6 separate regions of the Mus musculus genome follow, and regions 2, 3, 4, 5 and 6 are each linked to region 1. Evidence: chromatin contacts called from public promoter capture Hi-C data. All regions are on one chromosome and are shown on one strand. The core of a region is the stretch at or near the end of the contact, and the rest is flanking DNA. Distances in the headings are between cores, read along the strand shown. Region 1 holds the start of Gtf2a2 (general transcription factor II A, 2). Region 2 holds the start of Myzap (myocardial zonula adherens protein). Region 3 overlaps Aqp9 (aquaporin 9). Region 4 holds the start of Aldh1a2 (aldehyde dehydrogenase family 1, subfamily A2). Region 5 holds the start of Polr2m (polymerase (RNA) II (DNA directed) polypeptide M). Region 6 holds the start of Aqp9 (aquaporin 9).

The links. Promoter capture Hi-C pulls out the DNA fragments that hold promoters and counts their contacts. Capture Hi-C pulls out chosen DNA fragments and counts their contacts.
Region 2: a contact with region 1 is called in a promoter capture Hi-C map of pre-B cells, with 4 times the contacts expected there. The contact joins the promoter of Myzap here to the promoter of Gtf2a2 in region 1. A contact is called at or near these places in 2 of 39 promoter capture datasets (hippocampal neurons and pre-B cells) and 1 of 484 Hi-C or Micro-C datasets (pre-B cells).
Region 3: a contact with region 1 is called in a promoter capture Hi-C map of liver, with 2.4 times the contacts expected there. The contact joins the enhancer-like site here to the promoter of Gtf2a2 in region 1. A contact is called at or near these places in 1 of 39 promoter capture datasets (liver) and 2 of 115 datasets of contacts at active chromatin or transcription factors (large pre-B cells and pro-B cells).
Region 4: a promoter capture Hi-C map of pre-B cells shows a contact between it and region 1, with 5 times the contacts expected there. The contact joins the promoter of Aldh1a2 here to the promoter of Gtf2a2 in region 1. A contact is called at or near these places in 2 of 39 promoter capture datasets (hippocampal neurons and pre-B cells), 2 of 115 datasets of contacts at active chromatin or transcription factors (large pre-B cells and pro-B cells) and 1 of 9 other capture datasets (adipose tissue).
Region 5: a promoter capture Hi-C map of adipose tissue shows a contact between it and region 1, with 2.9 times the contacts expected there. The contact joins the promoter of Polr2m here to the promoter of Gtf2a2 in region 1. A contact is called at or near these places in 5 of 39 promoter capture datasets (the C10 cell line, the HPC-7 cell line, erythroid cells and 2 more), 3 of 115 datasets of contacts at active chromatin or transcription factors (extraembryonic endoderm stem cells, large pre-B cells and pro-B cells) and 2 of 9 other capture datasets (adipose tissue and liver).
Region 6: a promoter capture Hi-C map of erythroid cells shows a contact between it and region 1, with 36 times the contacts expected there. The contact joins the promoter of Aqp9 here to the promoter of Gtf2a2 in region 1. A contact is called at or near these places in 15 of 39 promoter capture datasets (the 3T3-L1 cell line, 3T3-L1-derived adipocytes, the C10 cell line and 10 more), 1 of 115 datasets of contacts at active chromatin or transcription factors (astrocytes) and 1 of 9 other capture datasets (liver).

Annotation. Positions count from the first base shown.
Region 1 is chr9:70,010,920-70,014,003 of GRCm38.p6, reverse strand. It overlaps Gtf2a2 (general transcription factor II A, 2), which reads right to left and starts at 1,456. Exons shown (of 5, transcript NM_001039519.2): 1 at 1,343-1,456. It overlaps Bnip2 (BCL2/adenovirus E1B interacting protein 2), which reads right to left. Exons shown (of 11, transcript NM_016787.4): 11 at 2,345-3,084.
Region 2 is chr9:71,590,565-71,593,667 of GRCm38.p6, reverse strand. Myzap (myocardial zonula adherens protein) reads left to right here and starts at 1,308. Exons shown (of 13, transcript NM_001033208.4): 1 at 1,308-1,478. The coding sequence starts at 1,404.
Region 3 is chr9:71,139,051-71,142,151 of GRCm38.p6, reverse strand. All of the region lies in intron 1 of Aqp9 (aquaporin 9), which reads left to right. Among named protein-coding and RNA genes, the nearest start is that of Gm32714, 10 kb to the left of the region's middle. Within about 2 kb of position 1,766, at least 7 of the 459 cell types and tissues checked have an H3K27ac peak or open chromatin away from gene starts, as enhancers often do. A contact at or near this core is called in liver, where this site is marked.
Region 4 is chr9:71,214,230-71,217,161 of GRCm38.p6, reverse strand. It overlaps Aldh1a2 (aldehyde dehydrogenase family 1, subfamily A2), which reads right to left and starts at 1,373. Exons shown (of 14, transcript NM_009022.4): 1 at 1,199-1,373. The coding sequence starts at 1,315. It overlaps Gm3458 (predicted gene 3458), which reads left to right and starts at 1,776. Exons shown (of 4, transcript NR_110518.1): 1 at 1,776-1,915.
Region 5 is chr9:71,484,649-71,487,605 of GRCm38.p6, reverse strand. Polr2m (polymerase (RNA) II (DNA directed) polypeptide M) reads left to right here and starts at 1,623. Exons shown (of 4, transcript NM_178602.3): 1 at 1,623-1,922. The coding sequence starts at 1,810.
Region 6 is chr9:71,161,766-71,164,668 of GRCm38.p6, reverse strand. It overlaps Aqp9 (aquaporin 9), which reads left to right and starts at 1,380. Exons shown (of 6, transcript NM_022026.3): 1 at 1,380-1,696. The coding sequence starts at 1,586.

The sequences.
Region 1 (3,084 bases), core at 207-2,706:
CTTTCTCAGCTCTGACTTCCAGTTCCTGAATTACCTGCTTTCCCTGTTAGTTAGTCCATCTCAGCTTATGGTGTTAAATCCTATCTATGTGTTGATGACTTTGAAACTTGTAGCCTTCCCTCACTTCTCTCTTTGTACCCATATTCAGGATGTTCTACTCTACATCGAAACAATTATCAAATAGCTAAGACACTTCTCCTACAGCTAAGAGCAAATGCAGAGGACTCTTCTATGGGCCCTCAGAGTCATATAAACCATAAAGATGGTCCAATTCCTAGCAAATCTTGGAAGGGCAACTTTCAAAATGAATCCAGAAGCCAATCATTTCTCAACATCCCCATGATTATTTTATAATGCCAGGCCACTGACTCATGGTGTTCAAATTTTCTTTACTCTACACTTGTCCCTCACACTTTATAATTTGCAGCGGGGTTATCTTTTAAAAATATGGGCTAGAACATATTTTCCATCAGCTTCTATCAGGCCTGACGATCTGGCTACCCTCTATGTTTGGTTTGATCTATTTTCCACCTCCCTTTGCACTCTCAACTGCCCTGAGGATGACAGGCGTGGGACTGCCTTTGCGATGGCTGTTCTTTCTGCCTGTAATGTTCTTGCTCAGATATTAATTTGGCTAACACACAACTCCAATAGCTCCATTCAATTGCACCTAAACTGACCACCACATAGGAACTCCAACATCCATTATGAAACGTCTCCAAACCCTTCATCTCGCTAAAATTTTTTGATAGCACCGTCTGCCATCAAGTTACCTAACGGTCTTATGTTAACTTTCCGCATAAAATGTAAAGTCCACGAGGGCATGGATCTTTATTTTTGTTCACTTGATGTAACCTGCGGGCTGAGAACAGTACCGGATACTCGACGCGTGTCAAACAAAAACATTTAGCTCGTTCAAAGTAAACGCCAGTCAGTACGTGTGTATGGAGAAGGGGAGAAAAAGGTCAGAGAGACATAAACTTTAAAATAGGACAGGGGAGCCATGGCACGCTCCATTTGACATCTAAGCATTATTTGGAAAAGAGCTAACAGCGACTTCGACGTCTGCTGAAACGAGCTGGCTCGGCCATCTCCAATCTTTAAAGGTGGCGGCAACTGCAGAACTTCGGAATCCCCTCCTCACTGCAGAGCTGGAGCGCAGGCGCCGTGTGTGCCCGGCATCCGAGCGGGACGCCGGTCGCCTAAGCGCGGCCTGAGGAGAGCGGGAAGGCGGCTGCTCCCGCGCGGCTGCGTCTGTCTGGGGTCGCCTTCCGGCGGGCACAGCGCTCGGTACCGCCCGCCTCGCCGCGGCCTCCCCGCTCCCGGCCCCGCCGCCGCCTACCTGAGGGAAGGCGCTTCCGCCACGGCGGTAGCAGAGCCAGGTAGGGAGCCCGCTGCGACCACCTCCTCGGCCGCGGAAACCGCAGCCCTGTGCCAGTGACCCGGAAGTGCTCACGCGACCCGGAGGTGACGCCACAGGAGCCACTGCCGGCCCCCACCGCCGTTTCCGAGAAGGGGCGTGGTCTCTCCTGCTGGCGCTCGGGAAGCAAAAGGCAATGGGGCGACTGTCTGGCTTGTCAAAGTTTGTGGGACTGCAGTGTAGGGAAACCAGGGTTTGTGAGTCTTTCATCTTTTTCATTTGGAAGGTCTGCTGTATAAACTTCGTGACTGATACAAAAGCAAATACGTGGATATTCTGAGTTTCCAGAATTTCACATCCCTTTTCTTTTTAGCGGGGGTGCTTGGTTTTCTGCTTTCAAAACAGCAGCTATAGGTACTGCAGATGGCCAGTGAGCACATGAATTGTGACTTCGGATGCAAACACTCCAGGTCTGAGAGTGAAACATGTTCTCCTTTGTGCCATGCTGTAGGTTTTCCTTTTTAGCCTTTTAAAATCATATCCTTGCAACCCAAACTCATTAAATAATTTCCAAACTATGAAATACAGATCTGATTAAAGTTCAAATAGTGTTAAGATTGTAAACAGGCTGAACTTGTTATCAATTAAAAGAACCAGAGCAGGGTGTAGTGGCGCACACCTTTAAGTTAATCCCAGCACTCGGGAGGCAGAGGCAGGTGGATTTCTGAGTTCGAGGCCAGCCTGGTCTACAGGGTGAGTTCCCGGACAGCCAGGACTACACAGAGAAACCCTGTCTCGAAAAACCAAAAAAAAAAAAAAAAAAAAAAAAAAAAAAAAAAAAAAATAAATAAAATAAATAAATAAATAAATAAAAGAACCGGAAGCATCCACACTGCAGGATTGTAAAGGCCCGATGTTTGAAAGGCTTCACCGGAAAATTCAGTGTAAAAGTTAACGATTAAAGATGAAAACAAGGCACGAATGTATATTCCAACTAATTTATTCAAATGCATTAATGCTGCAGTAGCATGTGTAACAGATGAAGACACACCACTGTATTTGGAACCAGTCAAAGGAAGAGAAAAGGATATACTTTGCAGATCAATGGCTTCTCAGTGACAAAAACCAGAGGTGTATCCTGCAGAGAGAATCAGTCTCAATTCTCACTGAAATGACAATATTATCTAAGAACAGTGGAAAGGGCACAATAAGCGCATTCCGTCTAAATGACAGAATGTGAGCGTCCAATGAAAATCATTTGGAAGTATGAATCAAAGTGCAACAGTGTTTGATGAACTCCAAATTGTGTTCTATGTGAACAGAACCCCAAGGACTGTGCAAGCCAGCAGCCCTGAACATCAATATTTACTAGCTGGGTTCTCATGAGTAAACAATGAAGTAGCTGTTAGGACATTAACCTTTGGAAGTCTATATACAAAGGTACCATGGAGTAACTGACAGCTACCAAGTTCTCTTGTCAAACTAGATATGCAAATACACAATTTCAAATTCCAAGTTTCAATTGTTGTAGGAAATCTTAAGACAACTATCTGAAATAGCTTCTATCATTTTTTTAAAACTAATTTTCATACCCCCACTCCCAAACCCAGGGCAGGTCTCACTCTGTACACCCACCTAGGTTGTCCTGGAACTTGCTAAGTAATCCAGACTGGCCCCAAACTCCCAATCCTCCTGCCTTAGCCTCCAGTGCGGGAATTACATGT
Region 2 (3,103 bases), core at 59-2,558, 1.6 Mb before region 1:
GGTTGGTAGAAAGCATCAGGAAGAGCTGGCAGAGAAGAGGCCCTGCGGCTTTCATGCAGACTTGCAGAAAACATGACTGTTGTCACCAAAGGGGCAAGTTTTGTGGGATCACGAGGAATTCTGATTGGTAACATTCTTTGACGTCTTTCCTGGTGGTGCAACCTTGGGATCACTCGTGTGCATGGGTACACACACATACACACACACACACACACACACACACACACAGAGAGAGAGAGAGAGAGAGAGAGAGAGAGGAGAGTGCACAGAAGTTAGGGAAACAAAGCTTCTAGGTTCAGGGGTGCCGTCGGGGTTCAGGTTAGGAGGTTGGTGAGAAGGCTGGGTTTTGCCTCGGCTTTGAAGGGTGAATGGAGATACTGTGTCCTCCCTCTCTTTCCCCCGAAGCACTTTGTCCTGATGTTAAAGGCCTAAGCACTCACACACCAGGTTCTTAGTGACTAGGCCCCAGCTCTCCTTAGCTTCTCTCCACCATCAGCTCCTGGCACTGTGACAGGATGCCTAAGAAGGAAGGGTCCCAGATCTGCCCTTGCCTTGCTTATCTCTGCTAGGGGGCAGCAGAGTGTTCCAGAAAGGCCCTAGGGGCTGACAGGGTAGGTCACCTCTTAGCTTGGCCACTTAACACCTGGTGGGGCTCCTCCTGCCTTACTCAACCCTTGATGAATCAGTGTCCTCACCTGCAAAATGGGGTGCAGGATAATGACACCTACCCCCAAAGCGTGGTTGTGAAGATTGATTGACGCAAAGGGTGGTCAGTCCTGCCAGGTGGACACACAGCAATCACTGAATGAATGTGGACAGCCTTGCAATTCTGGTCTTCAGCTTAGTCACTTCCTCTGGGAGCCTCTTTCTGGCTCCTGAGGACCTTTGGACAGTTGCACACTCCCAGCACACATACCTGTTTTCTACCACAGAAATGACAACTGTCTTCTCTCAGGGTCACCATTAGGGTGCAAATCTGTGAGGACAGGAGTCGGTCGTTCACTAGGAGGCACAAATAATAGGCACTCAGTAGTTACCGTGAAAAAAAGTGACAAAGACCAAGGGTCCCAGTAGTCCTTGGGGTTTGATGGAAAGCTCTGGGGTCGTGAGGCCAAAAGGACAGGGGATACAGAGACCAGACCCACAGTGTGTGCAGGAAGACTGGACAGGGAGATACAGAGAGGAGACGCTCAACTTTGGGGAGAGAATGCTGCTTGACTAGTCTGGCAGAATCCTAGCCCCGCCCCTCTCAGGCCCCTCCCAGGCCCCGCCTCCTGGGCTCCAGCCCTGCGGAAGCCGTAGCTTCTAGTGTCTGAGCCTCCCCCGCGTAGGGTGCGCCCCGCACGCTTATCCTGCCCCGGAGCAGCGCGGGCACCCAGCCCTTGCTCCACAGCCGCTGCGAGATGCTGCGCTCCACGTCCACTGTCACCCTGTTCTCAGGTGGCGGCGCCAAGTCGCCTGGAACGCCCAGTAGAAGGGTAAGTAGCTAGCTGGAGAAGGAGCTGCTGGGGATCTCTCGCACCCATCCCTGTCGCCCCATCTGTAGGGATGTGGGGAGAAGGATGCTTCTGGCTGTCGATACCTCAGTCTTGGCTCAAGTTTCCTGGCCAGTCCGGGACTCCACAGTGACCCTCCCTCTGGATGCTCCCGAGGCGGGAAGAGAGGGCTTAGGGGACTTTCTGGGATACCTAGAACTTACTTCTCCTTCGCGTCTCCACTGTCAAGCCAAGCTTAAATGTGGCATCAGTTTAAAAAAGGCAGGGGAGAGGTTTCTGAGGTCTCTGCCCTGAATATACTTGAAACGTGAACTTTTCTGCATCTCTTGGTTGGGAGCATCATCCATATGTCCATCCACCAGTGACAGACAGCCTCTGATCCAGGAGCCAGCTTTGCCAAGGTGGTTGCCTGTTTGCAGACCAGAGCTGAGCAGCTGACCACCTCGGAGTCTAGCTGTGCAGGACTCTAGTTTACGCAGGAACTTCTTTTTTTAAGCCCTGACCATCACCTCCAGGGAGATTTCCCTAAAGAAATGTGTTTAGCCACAGTCTTTGCTGAATCAGTTCTTACCTCCCAGATGCTCCTGAAAGAATGGCCAGGCTTGTCAGGTTGACATTCTATGCCCCTTCGAAGATCAGGGCCTCAGAGAAGTCTGCTAGGAGCTTGGCTTGTAGCTTTCTGAGTCTTCTGGTATCACGTTATTAAATACCTACCTCTTCACTAATCACGTATCTCCACCGTTCATTCTAACAGGTTAAATCCCACTCCAAAAGCCCCTTCCCAAGTCCGGTTAGTTTGATTTGACCTTTAGTGTTTATCTTTTCTCCATTTATAGACGAAAGGCATGTGTTGCTTTTGGGTGAGGGCCAAGTGGTGGTGGTGGTGGTGGTGGTGTGTGTGTGTGTGTATTTATGTTTGTGTGTATATGTTAGACACCTAAGGCTCATAGAACTCTGGTTGCTTGGTCATTAACTTAATAAAGTGGCTTCCCATTTGGTTAGTGAGTTTCCAACCATGGGCTTACCCTATTGCAAGATGGGCATTTGACTCTTTCCCATGGAAGGCTTTGTTTAATCAGAACAAAATTTAGGTTGACAAAGAATAAAATCATTACAAAGTTAGCCCTGAGCTGTGTGCAGCAGCCCCTACCCACAGGGAGACTCTGATTTAGGTTGATGCTGGGATCCTGTGAGTGAATTAGGTATAGCCAGTAGACTCAGTAGCATCTTTGAGATTTTTCTCTTGAATGATGTCTGGACATACTGGAATGCTTTGTCTTTTGGCTAAGACTGCATCGAAACTTTGGTCTGAAGAACTCAGGCTTCCGAATTCAGACTATGTAGGACTGATTGGAACATTCTAGAACTTCTGTGGACAAAATCTTTTTAAAGGCTCCTGTGTGTGTGTGTGTGTGTGTGTGTGTGTGTGTGTGTGTGTTGATTGACTAACTGACTCACTGAATATTTATAGATCTATTTCTGTGTGCCCCAGGGCTGGGCACTCAGTTCCATTCTGCTCTTGGAGGCAGATATTATCACAAATGAGTTTGTAGAGCGAGCAGAGTATTTCCAGGGTTCAGTGACCCTAAAAGAAAGGTTCTTTCTGA
Region 3 (3,101 bases), core at 517-3,016, 1.1 Mb before region 1:
TAGGCTTTTGTAGTAGGATCTGATGGTTTTTTGGATTTCCTCAGATTCTGTTGTTATGTCTCCCTTTTCATTTCTGATTTTGTTAATTAGGATACTGTCCCTGTGCCCTCTAGTGAGTCTGGCTAAGGATTTATCTATCTTGTTGATTTTCTCAAAGACCCAGCTCCTGGTTTGGTTGATTATTTGTATAGTTCTTTTTGTTTCCACTTGGTTTATTTCAGCCCTGAGTTTGATTATTCCCTGCCGTCTATTCCTCTTGGGCATATTTGCTTCCTTTGTTCTAGAGCTTTTATGTGTGCTGTCAGGCTGCTAGTGTATGTTCTGTCTAGTTTCTTTTTGGAGGCACTTAGAGCTATAAGTTTTCCTCTTAGGACTGCTTTCATTGTGTTCCATAAGTTTGGGTATGTTGTGGCTTGATTTTCATTAAACTCTAAAAAGTCCTTAATTTCTTTCTTTATTTCTTCCTTGACCAAGTTGTCATTGAATACAGTGTTGTTCAGCTTTCATGTGTATGTGGGCTTTCTATTATTTATGTTGTTACTGAAGATCAGCCTTAGTCCGTGGAGAACTACTGGACTTGATGGGCTATTTCAACATAATGAGATGTGTCAGAACTGCAGCATTTGGAAGTATTTGAAAAGGGCAGTGGAGCTCAGTGAGGGGCAGTGGGTGCTCGAACCTGGCAGTGTTTTAGTTCGTAGTTGAGTCTTGCGCGCGCCGGACTGGCCAGCAGTAACAACGCTGCAACAGGATCCTTCTGCACACGTTTATTGGGAGAGCTTGATTGCAGAGGCGAAGAGACCTGGAGCCCAGAACTGGTGCTGCTTATATAGGCCTAGGAGAGGCGTGTCTCACACCCGGATTGGTTATGCACTACGCCTCATTTGCATGTTCCTCATTTGATTGGCTACTCTCTCTCTCTCTGTACCTCACAGAGCCTCATTATCATACCTCATTTGCATGTCTCACATCTGATTGGTTATACTCTCAAAGCCTCATGCCCAGGCCAGGCAGTGTCTTTGCAAAAAACTTTACTGCATATGTACACATTGGTTGTTTGTCCAAACTTATGCGTGGTGGCCAGCAGTAGTCAGTGCCACTCTGCAACGGCATATGTGGCTTCCCACAATTGAGAACAGATGGGTTTTGGAGAAGCAAGTGAGAAGAAAGGCATACTGTGAGCAGGCATGCAGAGTTTGGAGTGGCAGCTATCAGTTCCAAGGGCTCAAAGAGGCTGGCATGCAACTCTATGAATCTGTTTTGGGCAGAAGGAGGGCCGGGCTCCATGGGACAAGGCAATGGAAAGCCTGGATGTGCAGCGATGTTCTCAGGCCGCAGAGAGACTTTTGTATACAGCTGTAGCCATGGCATCTAGCTCCACTACTAGATGGCTAGAGGGTGGTGGGGACTCTGGCCAGAGGCTGTAGACAGAAGGGAAGTATAAGAACATCACTATGAGTGTTCAAGGAGGGAAGAAGAGAGGCAAGATAGCTCCAGAATGTCTGGCTTAGTGGCTAGTAATAGAGGGGGCATAACTCACATTCCAGTTAACCACCAGTCTGCCCTTTTGAATGTTTTCCTCTCTTTTCCATTGAGACGTTCTCTTCCCCTCAAAGGCATGAAGATCTGCTAATGAAACCAGGACTTACTCTGTTATCGTCACAGTCCTGCCCAGAGCAGTAGCACGCACACAAACATAGAACGATTGGTCTTTGGAAAGTCAACGAAAACAAGCAAAACCTCTTGAAGCCTTGCGACTTCCCCTCACCCACATTTGATTCTATGGTTAGCAGTGACACAACAACTATCTCCACCGCCTGTCAGAAGTGGACCTTCCCCTGCTTGTTATTGCCAGGAAGTGGCTAAAGTTCATGGACTCAATTATTTGAATCCGTGAACTCAAACTGGCTCTTAGCTTCCCTTTTGCATTTACATTGAAAACAGTCCCTGCGTTTGCACTTATGATCAGTGTTTGCTGTTTAAATAGTGCTTTTATTAGTGTTATCTCATTTGAACCTTTATTGAAAACCCTCGGGAAGCAAGCTGAGGAATGATTGTCATTGCTTAGTGGAAGGGCAAGCTGAGATTGAGAAGCAATGTGTTCATTTATACAACCATGAAAGGGGCTTTCACACCCAACAGAAAAAGGAACCATCTGATGACTTGACATGAATATATTAGAAACTAATATTAGATACAGAGACCAACACACTTAACATGTATATGTTTTCTTTCTCTGTGTATGTATGTATAGTGTAGGAAGAAAATAAAAATACTTACAATAGATTCCTTCTGTCTGCTATAAAGTTCAGAATTATCAAAATGGGACAGACTACCAGGGACATGGTATAGGAATTAAGAACATAAACCCTGAGACTGTACGATGCTCACCTCTTAAACCCAACCAGAATGCGATGAACAAGCCAAGCCACCATGCAGTAGCCACTTGTAGGCACTCTGCTCTGCACTCTAGTTAAAACCTCCATGAGCAACCAGTACCACCCACAAGGCAGACATACGAATGCAGAAGCCTCCAGACAATTTCAGTGGAGTAGAAATGAAATGTCCTGCCAAACCTGCCTGAATCTAGGCTTCATCCACAACACAAATATAATCTTAAGTTTGAGGCATCTCTGCAGAAGTGGAACTCAGTGCTCACGTGGTCTTCTACTAATGGACCTGAGTCCAGCAGAGGTTGTTAGTTGTAGGAAGACAGTTGAGAGGGTTAAGCTGATGAGAGAGTATAAGTCAATATAAGTTCAGTATATAAGTAAAAGATGAAAGAGGGTTTGGGGGCACAGGGATAAGGATCACCTTTCCTTCCACCCCTCTCCCTCAGCCTATAGTGTGATTTACAATGCCCCTTGCTGCTGCTCCCAAGACAATTTCAACACCTAGGACAGAAATAGAGAATACTTCCCAGAGTGAAATCAAACAGGTCAGAGGCCTCTCTGGACACACTCAAGCCAGTTCAAGCTTTCCGGTTTCCACTGGACCTACACTAGGGGCTGTGCAGCAGAATCGTGACCAGGGGAAGACTCTTGTTTGAAGGGCTCCAGCTGCTTCTGCCTTGTTGTCTGGAGTAGCTCATCTCAGATGAC
Region 4 (2,932 bases), core at 124-2,623, 1.2 Mb before region 1:
ACTTAACTTCTCTGCTTTTCGCGTATAGTGTAATGCCCGCGATGGAACACTTATCAGCTGTATCGTGTGCGCGCGCTGCAGTTAACTGGCGAGAGTTTGCGGTAGGAATGAAAATCAAATTAAAAAAAAAAATTCTAAAATGAACTCTCAAGAAGTGTGGCTTTAAAGGCTACAGTCGCCTTTTTGCTATAACATTCAATCCCTTTGTGTATGTATTTCACAAATTTCCCCCGTGGATTTTTTTTCCCTGAGAACGGTGGAGTGGTAGGGGATCAAGTCACATGGGGCAGCAGGCGTGTATTGCTTTTTAATGCAGTTTAACAACAATAATTCGTGCTTGACAAACTAAGATGTCAGAATTCGTTAGGAAAAAAATCATTAGGCTTATCAGTGCAAAAGTGAGCTCGCTAATTTATGTGACTTGAGTTATTTTCCCTTTTTCTAAAATGTCCATTGCCTACAAAATCCCGAGGAAATCCTGGCATAGACCTACTGCGTCTCGGCCAGGTCCCCGCGAAGTCTGTGGGACTCCGGTCCTGACAACCCTTCAGCGACTCCGCTCTGAGGGAAGATAAGCCCGCGCGGCCGCGCACCTCCGGACCCGAGGGACCGCGGGGCGACACCGGACCGCAATGCCACCCTGGCGGTGAACCCCACTCTGCTCTGAGACCGAGGGACAGGGAGAACTGCACCCCGGTGGGCTCTGAGGAAACCCAGGGGAACACCCTCCTCAAGCCAGAGCCCGGACTGCTCTGAGGAGACCTGGGGGACCCCAGAGCCAAACTCCATTTGCTCTGATAAAACTTGGGGGCTCGCACAACCGGACTCCGGTCTGCCCTGAGCTCTAAGGGACCCCAGAACTAAGCCTCGTTCTGCCCTAGGGACATCTAGGACCGGACCCTAGCCGGCTCTAAAGAGTCATAGGGGACTCCAGAACCAGACCCAGGTCTGCTCTGGGAAATCCCACCTCCCCAGGCAGTCCCGAGGTCGTCACCACCGTCCGCCGCCGCTGGCGATCCCCGCGCTGCCTTCTGTTTGGGACCGGTTCTCCCAAGACGCTCCCTAAACCGGGGCGGGACTTGAGAAGCCCGCATCGCGGTCCCCGCGGAGGCGCGGAGATGACAGGCGACCTCCGGGCCCCCGGCCTCTGAAGGGATCCAGAGGATGCTTCCAGAAAGCGTCCGCCGGACGGCTTTACCTTGGTGTACTTGATCTCGAGGTTGGGCGTGGGCGACGGCAGGAGCTGCAGCGAGGCCATGAGCGCGGCGGGGTCGGCCTTCACCTCGCCCGGCATGGCGATCTCGCTGGAAGTCATGGGCGGCCACGGGTGGGTGTGCGCGGGGCGCTGCGCGGCCGGGGCGCGCTCGCTGTATATAGGCAGGTGTCAAGCGGGGGGCGCTTCTTATTGGACGTGCGGCCCACAGGCGCGGGGGGCCGGCCCAGGAGGACATTTGCATACGGCCGCGCGCGGCGCCCGCACGGTCAAGTCCGCGGCCCACGCTCCCGCGGGCGCGCCCGGGGGGGCCTCGACGGCCGGAGCGCAGCCTCGGCGGGACCGCGCTGGCCGATGGCAGCCCCGCGAGCCTTAGCGCTGGTCGGCCGGGAGGAGAGGCGCCCGAGCCGCGGCCCCGCCGAGCCCCGCGCCCTTCCTAACACTCGCTCTTCTCCTCCCCCGGGGTCCCGAGCAGCCCGAAAGAGCTTTCGCTCAGCCTTCCGCGTGGCGCGAGGGGCGCGTGGCCGCTGGGTGGGGTGATAGATGCTCCCCACACTCCCAAGGAGAACCTTCTGGAACCGCCGACGCCGCGCTGGCCCCCACCAGGCTTCTCAGCCCAACTGCTGCCCTCTGCCGGCCCCGCGGCCTAGTTGTGCCTGAGGCCGTGGGCTTCATCTGCCTTGGGTTGCCTGGATATTCCAGGTCTTGATGGTCTCCTTCCAGCCCTTTCCTTTCCTCTTCCCATCCACACCGGGAAACACTTGGGATTTTCTGTTGCTCTTCCTGTCAGAATCTCCGGGTTGAGCTTCCATCTCCATCCCTTCTCGTCTTACAAGCAGCCTTATAGTTGAGTAAAGATGGGCGCTGATCAGGAATCAGTAGCCTAGACAGTTCACTCCAGATAGCGTGGGAGAATCATTGGACCAATATCACGAGCCCATATAGATAGCTCTTTATAGGGCTTTCTGCCTCTATCCCCATGAAAATCCCACAGCCTTATCCAACCTGACTCTTCCTGTTTTTCTATGGAAGACTCTCAACTCCCAAGCAACTGCTTCGCTCTTGCTCAATCATTTCTTTGCATGTTGTTCACTACAAAACACTTACTTTAGATGTGTTCATTAACTAAAATTCCGTAAATGATTGGTGCTTAGATTCTGTGCAGACAGAATGCTGTTGTCTTAATTGAATTTGTGAGACAAGTTCCAGGCTCCGAGAACTCTTTATAGGGTATCTGCCTAAAGTGACCGAGCAAGCACTACGTCGTCGTCCTAGAGCAACAATACAGCCTAATTTAGGCAGTTGAAAAATTCCTATTCACAGGGAACGTTTATGGCCAAAGAGTGTGTCTTAATAACCGAATATACTCCTAAGAATCGCCTTTATTTAAGCTGTAGAAGACTGAGAAAGAATAAGAAGAATGGTGGGGAGGTAGCTCTGTAGGTAGAGTGCTTGCCTAGAACGCTGGGTTTAGTTGCCAGCACCACCTTGAACTGGGGTAGAGATGCATGCCTGTAATTCCCAGCATCCCACTGGATGGAGGCAAGAGGATTAGAAGTTCAAGTTCATCCTCTCTTACAGGAGAGAAGGAGCGAGGGAGGAAGAGAGGGGGGAAGGGGAAGGGGGTACAGAGGAGGAACGGAGGGAGGGACAGAGGAAGGGAGGGAAGAGGGAGGGAGGGAAGGAAGGAAGGAGGGAGGGAGGGAAGGAGGGAAGGAG
Region 5 (2,957 bases), core at 374-2,873, 1.5 Mb before region 1:
ATTGGACATGATTGGGGTAGGGATACAGCAGAGGGGAAGAGAATAATGGAAATAGCAAGAGATAAGTTATAGTGAGAGAGCACAAGAGAAGTGTGGAGTGAAGAAACCACATGGATTAGAAGTAGGAAGATCAGCTGTAGGGAGGACTCCTTCTGGGGATGGTAAAAACACCTCACAAGTTCTTGAAGAATATTGGCTTTTATCTAATCACCAAAAATTCTTCTATCTTCCAAAATGAGTTCATATCTGATATATGGGCTTCCTGAAACCTAACTGTCCAGAACTAACTACATGCTGTGGTCTCTTAGATCTCTTAGCAATGCTTCAAAGATAATTGTTTCGAAGTCCATCAGGTATAAGTGTTATAAAAACAATGAAATGTGACTCTCCCTGAGAAGCCCATGCCCATCTCTGGGTATATGTTCCATTTGAGCACTTTTATATCTCTGAACACTCATACTTAGGCCTGTATGAAAATATTTTTTATTAGACTCCTATTCTCCTAGTCCTGAATATTTTCAGCATCAAAGTTACAAACCCTGGTTTGAAATCCCTAAAAGATTAGAGGAATTTCTCAGGCCGTGGAAGTCAAGAGTGGAGCCGTTCTTCCTTTCTATTCCCTTTGTTAATATGGCTTAATAAGCCCACTCTTAAGAGAAATGAGAGTTTATGTTGACATGAACATCTATTAAAAATGTTGACAGTGACTTGATCTGTGATCATTAAGAACTGAAAACAACTCAAATATCCTTCAGCATAAACACACAACTCACAATGCAATACTGCCTAGCAATAAAAAAGGGGCAGGGCAGCAAAGCCCGAATCAGAAACTGTCCAACTACTTGCCAAAGACGCTGTACTATTTTGCATCCTCTGCTCCCCCATTAGCAGTCTGTAGGAATCTCAGTCGCTCTTCATTATTTCCAACAGTTGACATGGTCGACCTTTCTAATTCCTGATATTCTGACTTGCTCAAATATTCAAATCTTGTTTTGTTTGAGACAGAGTCACTTTGCAACCTCGAATTCACTATGTAGATCAGGCTGGCCTTGAACTCAGTCAGCCAGACTTAAAGGCATGCACGACCATACCTGACTATATTGTTTCTAATATGCATTTTATTATAGCTAGCTATATTGGTCACTTGTTATTTTTTGAAGACTAAATTATGTTAATGTGTGTGTGTTTGTGCGCAGGTGTCTGGAGAAGCCAGAGTTTGTGAAGTGCCCTGGAGCTGCAGTCTAAAGGCATTTGTAAGCTACCCAACAGGGGCACTGGTACCCAAACTCTGGCATACTGCAAAAGCAGTATGCCCTCTTAGCCACTGAGCCATCATTATAACCCCGTTATTTATTTTAACTGTGATTAATGTCCATTCAGGAATCCCTGTAAATTTTTTGTCCAAAACTTTGATTGCTTAATCGTAGATGCGACGCTCTATTACTTTCGTCATATTTTACTTATTAGAAGTGAGTTTGTAAGTCTTTGACTTGAGTGTCCTATATTTCCCAGTGCACAGGCGAAAAGCCGGGAAAGCAAAAGGCCCATCCAGAGAAAGCCCGCCAAACCCAGACGCCTTGGCGGTGATGTAACTTCCGCCCCTGCACGCTTCCTCGGGCGTCCCCTCGTCCTGGCCTGTCCGTTTCCGGCATTTCAATAAAGCTCCCTTCGGCTCGGAGAAGCCGTGCTCTTCCGGGAAAATGGCGACTCCCGCTCGCGCTCCAGAGTCGCCGCCGGCCGCGGAGCCAGCGCCCGCCGTGGGCCCCGCCGGGGATCCCTGCCCGCCGCGCCAGCCGCAGCCCGTGCGCAATGTTCTCGCTGCCCCGCGGCTTCGAGCCCCCAGCTCCCGAGGACTTGGGGCGGCAGAGTTCGGCGGAGCTGCGGGAGAGGTTGAGGCGCCAGGAGAGACTTTTGCGCAACGAGTAAGCGGTGGCCCTGGGGTCGCGGTTGCGGGGGATCGGGATCAGGGAACAGGCTCTCAGGGATCGGGATCCGGGGACTTGGTCTCCCGCCCCGCCCCGCGGCCTGGCGCGCGAAGGTGACCTTGCGTGGCCAGGCCTCCCGAGCCAGGCCTGTCCTGTGCGCGGGCATGGCTCCATGCTGCCCGGCCCTCACTCGGCAGCCGCGCCTGCTCGATTTCATGTTCGCACTACAGCTTTGAACGAGCTCCGGTACCAAAGCCTCTTGATCGGAACGTGTGGGATTTCCTTCTCTCTATCTGAAGCCCCACTCTTTCCCCAACCATAGATTTGGAGAGCGGGCTGGAAAGTTTGGTTCATGCGTAGTGGGGAGAAGATGATAGCTGATTGCCTAAAGGCAGCTTTGTTTAGGAACAGGATTGAAGGAAGACGCCAAAAGGATATTTTCTGAGAGGTTTTTTTTTCAGCAAGGAGGGAAAAATGGACCATGAAGGCAATCGAGGGATTGGGGGAACTGGTGTAATAATTTGGAGACAAATATATATTAATAGTTAACAGGTGGTTGAAGTTTCTGGGGAGCAACAAAGAATAATGGGAAAATTGGGAGAGAGGGATGGATTTTAGGTTAATTTTTTATTTTGGGCGTATTCAGTTGAGGGAGTAATTGCAGGCATTTAGTTAATTAAAAGCCAACCGATTAAAACCCAGAGGAATGAGTATTAGGCACAAGAGAGAGAAGGCTGAAAAAAACCGAGAGGAACTCAGTTGCAGAGAGGCATTAATACTGTTGAAAACGTGGGAATAAATGTATCAGGAAAAATAGAGGACCCAAGGTTTAGCCCCCTTCTCCTGTTTGTTATATAACCAAGGAAAAGAACCAGAAAGGGAATTTTTGTCACTGAGGGAAAGGAGCCAATGACCATTTGGCAGGAGGGGTTCCTACTAGAAACAGGTAGGTATTTTGACTTTTCAAGATTGGGTTGTTAATTTTAGCAGTGAATTAACCTTCTGGTCTTGGAACATTTTTATACTCTTTAA
Region 6 (2,903 bases), core at 131-2,630, 1.2 Mb before region 1:
AAACTTTACCTGCAGCTTAGGTGTTTGATCCTGCCTCTGGGCTCTTCCCAGCTGCTCTGCTCACAGCCTCCCCTCACCCCTTCCAGCCTGCCTCCTCAGCTGGAAATGATTGAGGGCCTCCTGCAAAGGTAGAGGAGGGCCCCAAAGAAGACTGGGAACTGGGCAGGCTGCTCTGAGGGAGGGAAGGAGGGTGGGAGGGAGGGAGGGAGGGAGGGAGCATAGCATGGGTTCAAGTCAGTGGACTGCCTGGGGGTGTTTAGAGACTACTGCCTCCAATTCCGTCTTTTCAGACAAACCAGCTTTGGAAATCAGGGCTTGCTTATTGATCAGGTCAAGAAGCTATTATAAGATGTAGTCTGTTGCCTGTGAGGATGTTAATTCATCAGATTTAAACTAGATACCTTAGTGGGGCATAGTTACTCCTCTCTTCTTTAACTGGGATGGGATTGACTGGTCAGAGGGCTAGAATTCCAGTCCTCTGCTTTCTCTATCTTTCTGATTCTTGAATCCTAAACTCTGTTTACCAGATAGGGAGACCACTTCAGTGAACAAGAGGGAGTTCCCATCTTGTCCCATAAACACCTTAACACCCTCCCCTCCCCTCCCCCCTCTTTCCCTCCCTCCCTCCTCCCCCCCCTTTTTTCCTCTCAAGACAGGGTTTCTCTATATAGCCCCAACTGTCCTGGAACTCATGTAGACCAGGCTGGGCCCTTGAACTCACAGAGATCAACCTGTCTCTGCACACACACACACACACACACACACACACACACACCTCACCCCCCACCCTACCCCCAGCGCTGGGATTAAAGGCAGCACTAACCCAATGCCCCATAAACTTACATTTCGGAGCCTTTAAACTGCCCTTCCATAAGTTAATTTAGTTATTTCTGGAGCCCTTCAGAAAGACTCCAGCAGTCCCATGAACTCCCCGAGGCACTACTAGAGCCAGCCTAGTCTCTTTCCCTTACACTCTCCAGTTTGGAAGAAAACCTTCAGGAGAGAATGTTCACAGTGAAGGTGTCTATACCTGATTGAACTATTCTAAATTACACCCAAACTGCCCACTTCCGAATAGGAGAAAACAAATCATCAGAAGGCTGAAGTTGTGTAACAGGTAAATCTCTTCTGGACCAAGGCCCATCTCTGGTTTGGCAACCCAACCAACGTAGCATCTCTTTTCTCATCTCCTGGAAAAAAAAAAAAAAAAGAAAGAAAGCCAACAGAGAAAAAGTAGCCAGAGAACAGAGAATAAAGGTAATGATTAATCTGTCAAGTACAAAAAGAGTCATTTTGAGGATTTGGAATTATAACTCATTAATGCAAACAAATAGCAATGAGCTGGGAGGGAGGGAGGGGCTGACAGCAGAGGCAGACAAGGATTAAGTCACAGTTCCTAATTAGGACAGGCTCTCTGACACAGTCAGGTATCTCTTTAGTCGCCTCCAGAGATCCGTGCAGAGCTAAGTGAGCTTGGTTTTTTTAAAATTCTTTTTTGTTTGGTTTGGTTTTCATGTGGTAGTGAAGGCAGGAAACTGAGCGAGCAGACCTTGGTGGAAAGCTTACCTCTGGCAGAAACCCCAAGATGCCTTCTGAGAAGGACCGAGCCAAGAAGAACCTCGTGCAGAGGCTGGCCCTGAAGAGCTGTCTGGCTAAGGAGACACTCTCTGAGTTCCTGGGCACCTTTATAATGATTGTGAGTATTGCTCGATTTCCATTTTCCCAGTTCAGACCTAACCCCGCCTTCCTGGCTGCCAGGCGTCTGGAGCAGGGCGTTTGTTTTTTTGTTTTCCCTGATTATCAGTTCCAGTCCCTTCTAGGAGGCAGCAAGTCACTTTCTAGGTTACTTGACTATTTGGTGACCATTAAGAGCTTCGTTCGCTCTTAACGTGTAGCCAAGACAGTTGATAGGAGTGGAGAAGGGGGAAGGGGAGTACTTCTTCATTTTAAAATGTCTCAAAGTGGCTTTTATGATGAAAGAGTTGCTAGACATTGCTTCCCATTTGGTGACTGAGTCATCTGAAACAAACATTAATGGTCAATAGATAGCGTGGAACAGGCTGCCAAGAGAGGTGCCTGGCAGTTTTGTTTGTTTGTTTGTTTGTTTATTTATTTATTTATTTATTTGTGTGTGTGCACGAATGCACACAAGTGCATCTGAAAATGGCCTGGCAGTTTTATTTATTTGTTTGTTTGTTTGTTTATTTATTTATTTATGTGTGTGCACCAATGCACACAAGTGCATCTGAAAATGGCCTGCTGGAGTCAGCTCTCCTTCCACCATCCTTCCACCATGTGGACTCTAGGGATGGAGCTCAGGTCATCAGGCCCGGCAACAGGGACTTTTATCTCGTGAGTCATCTCACCGGACCTACTTAGTAAATCAGAACTTGGGGTTAGTATGGTGTGTGTGTGTGTGTGTGTGTGTGTGTGTGTAGCCTTGTGTTGGTTTCATATAATTTCTCCCTTTTGATTGAACTTGACTTGAGCAAATCTCTCAAGGTCTTTAAATTGAACTTCATAGAGTTAAACATGGACAGGCCTAAGAATCTCAAAAAGAGATTGGCTCAGCTATGAAAACAAACAAAACAAAGAATAAAACAGAGACCAGAAACTATTGCTACTTTCTGAACTGGTGTGAGCCCTGGCCTCAGGCTTTTTTTAAAATGGGACAGCTATTTATTTCTATTTATCTATTTATTTATTTATTTATTTATTTATTTATTTATTTATTTATTTTGGTTTTTCGAGACAGGGTTTCTCTTTATAGCCCTGGCTGTCCTGGAACTCACTTTGTAGACCAGGCTGGCCTGGAACTCAGAAATCCGCCTGCCTCTGCCTCCCGAGTGCTGGGATTAAAGGTGTGTGCCACCACACCCGGCTTATTTAATTTTTTAGAAAAC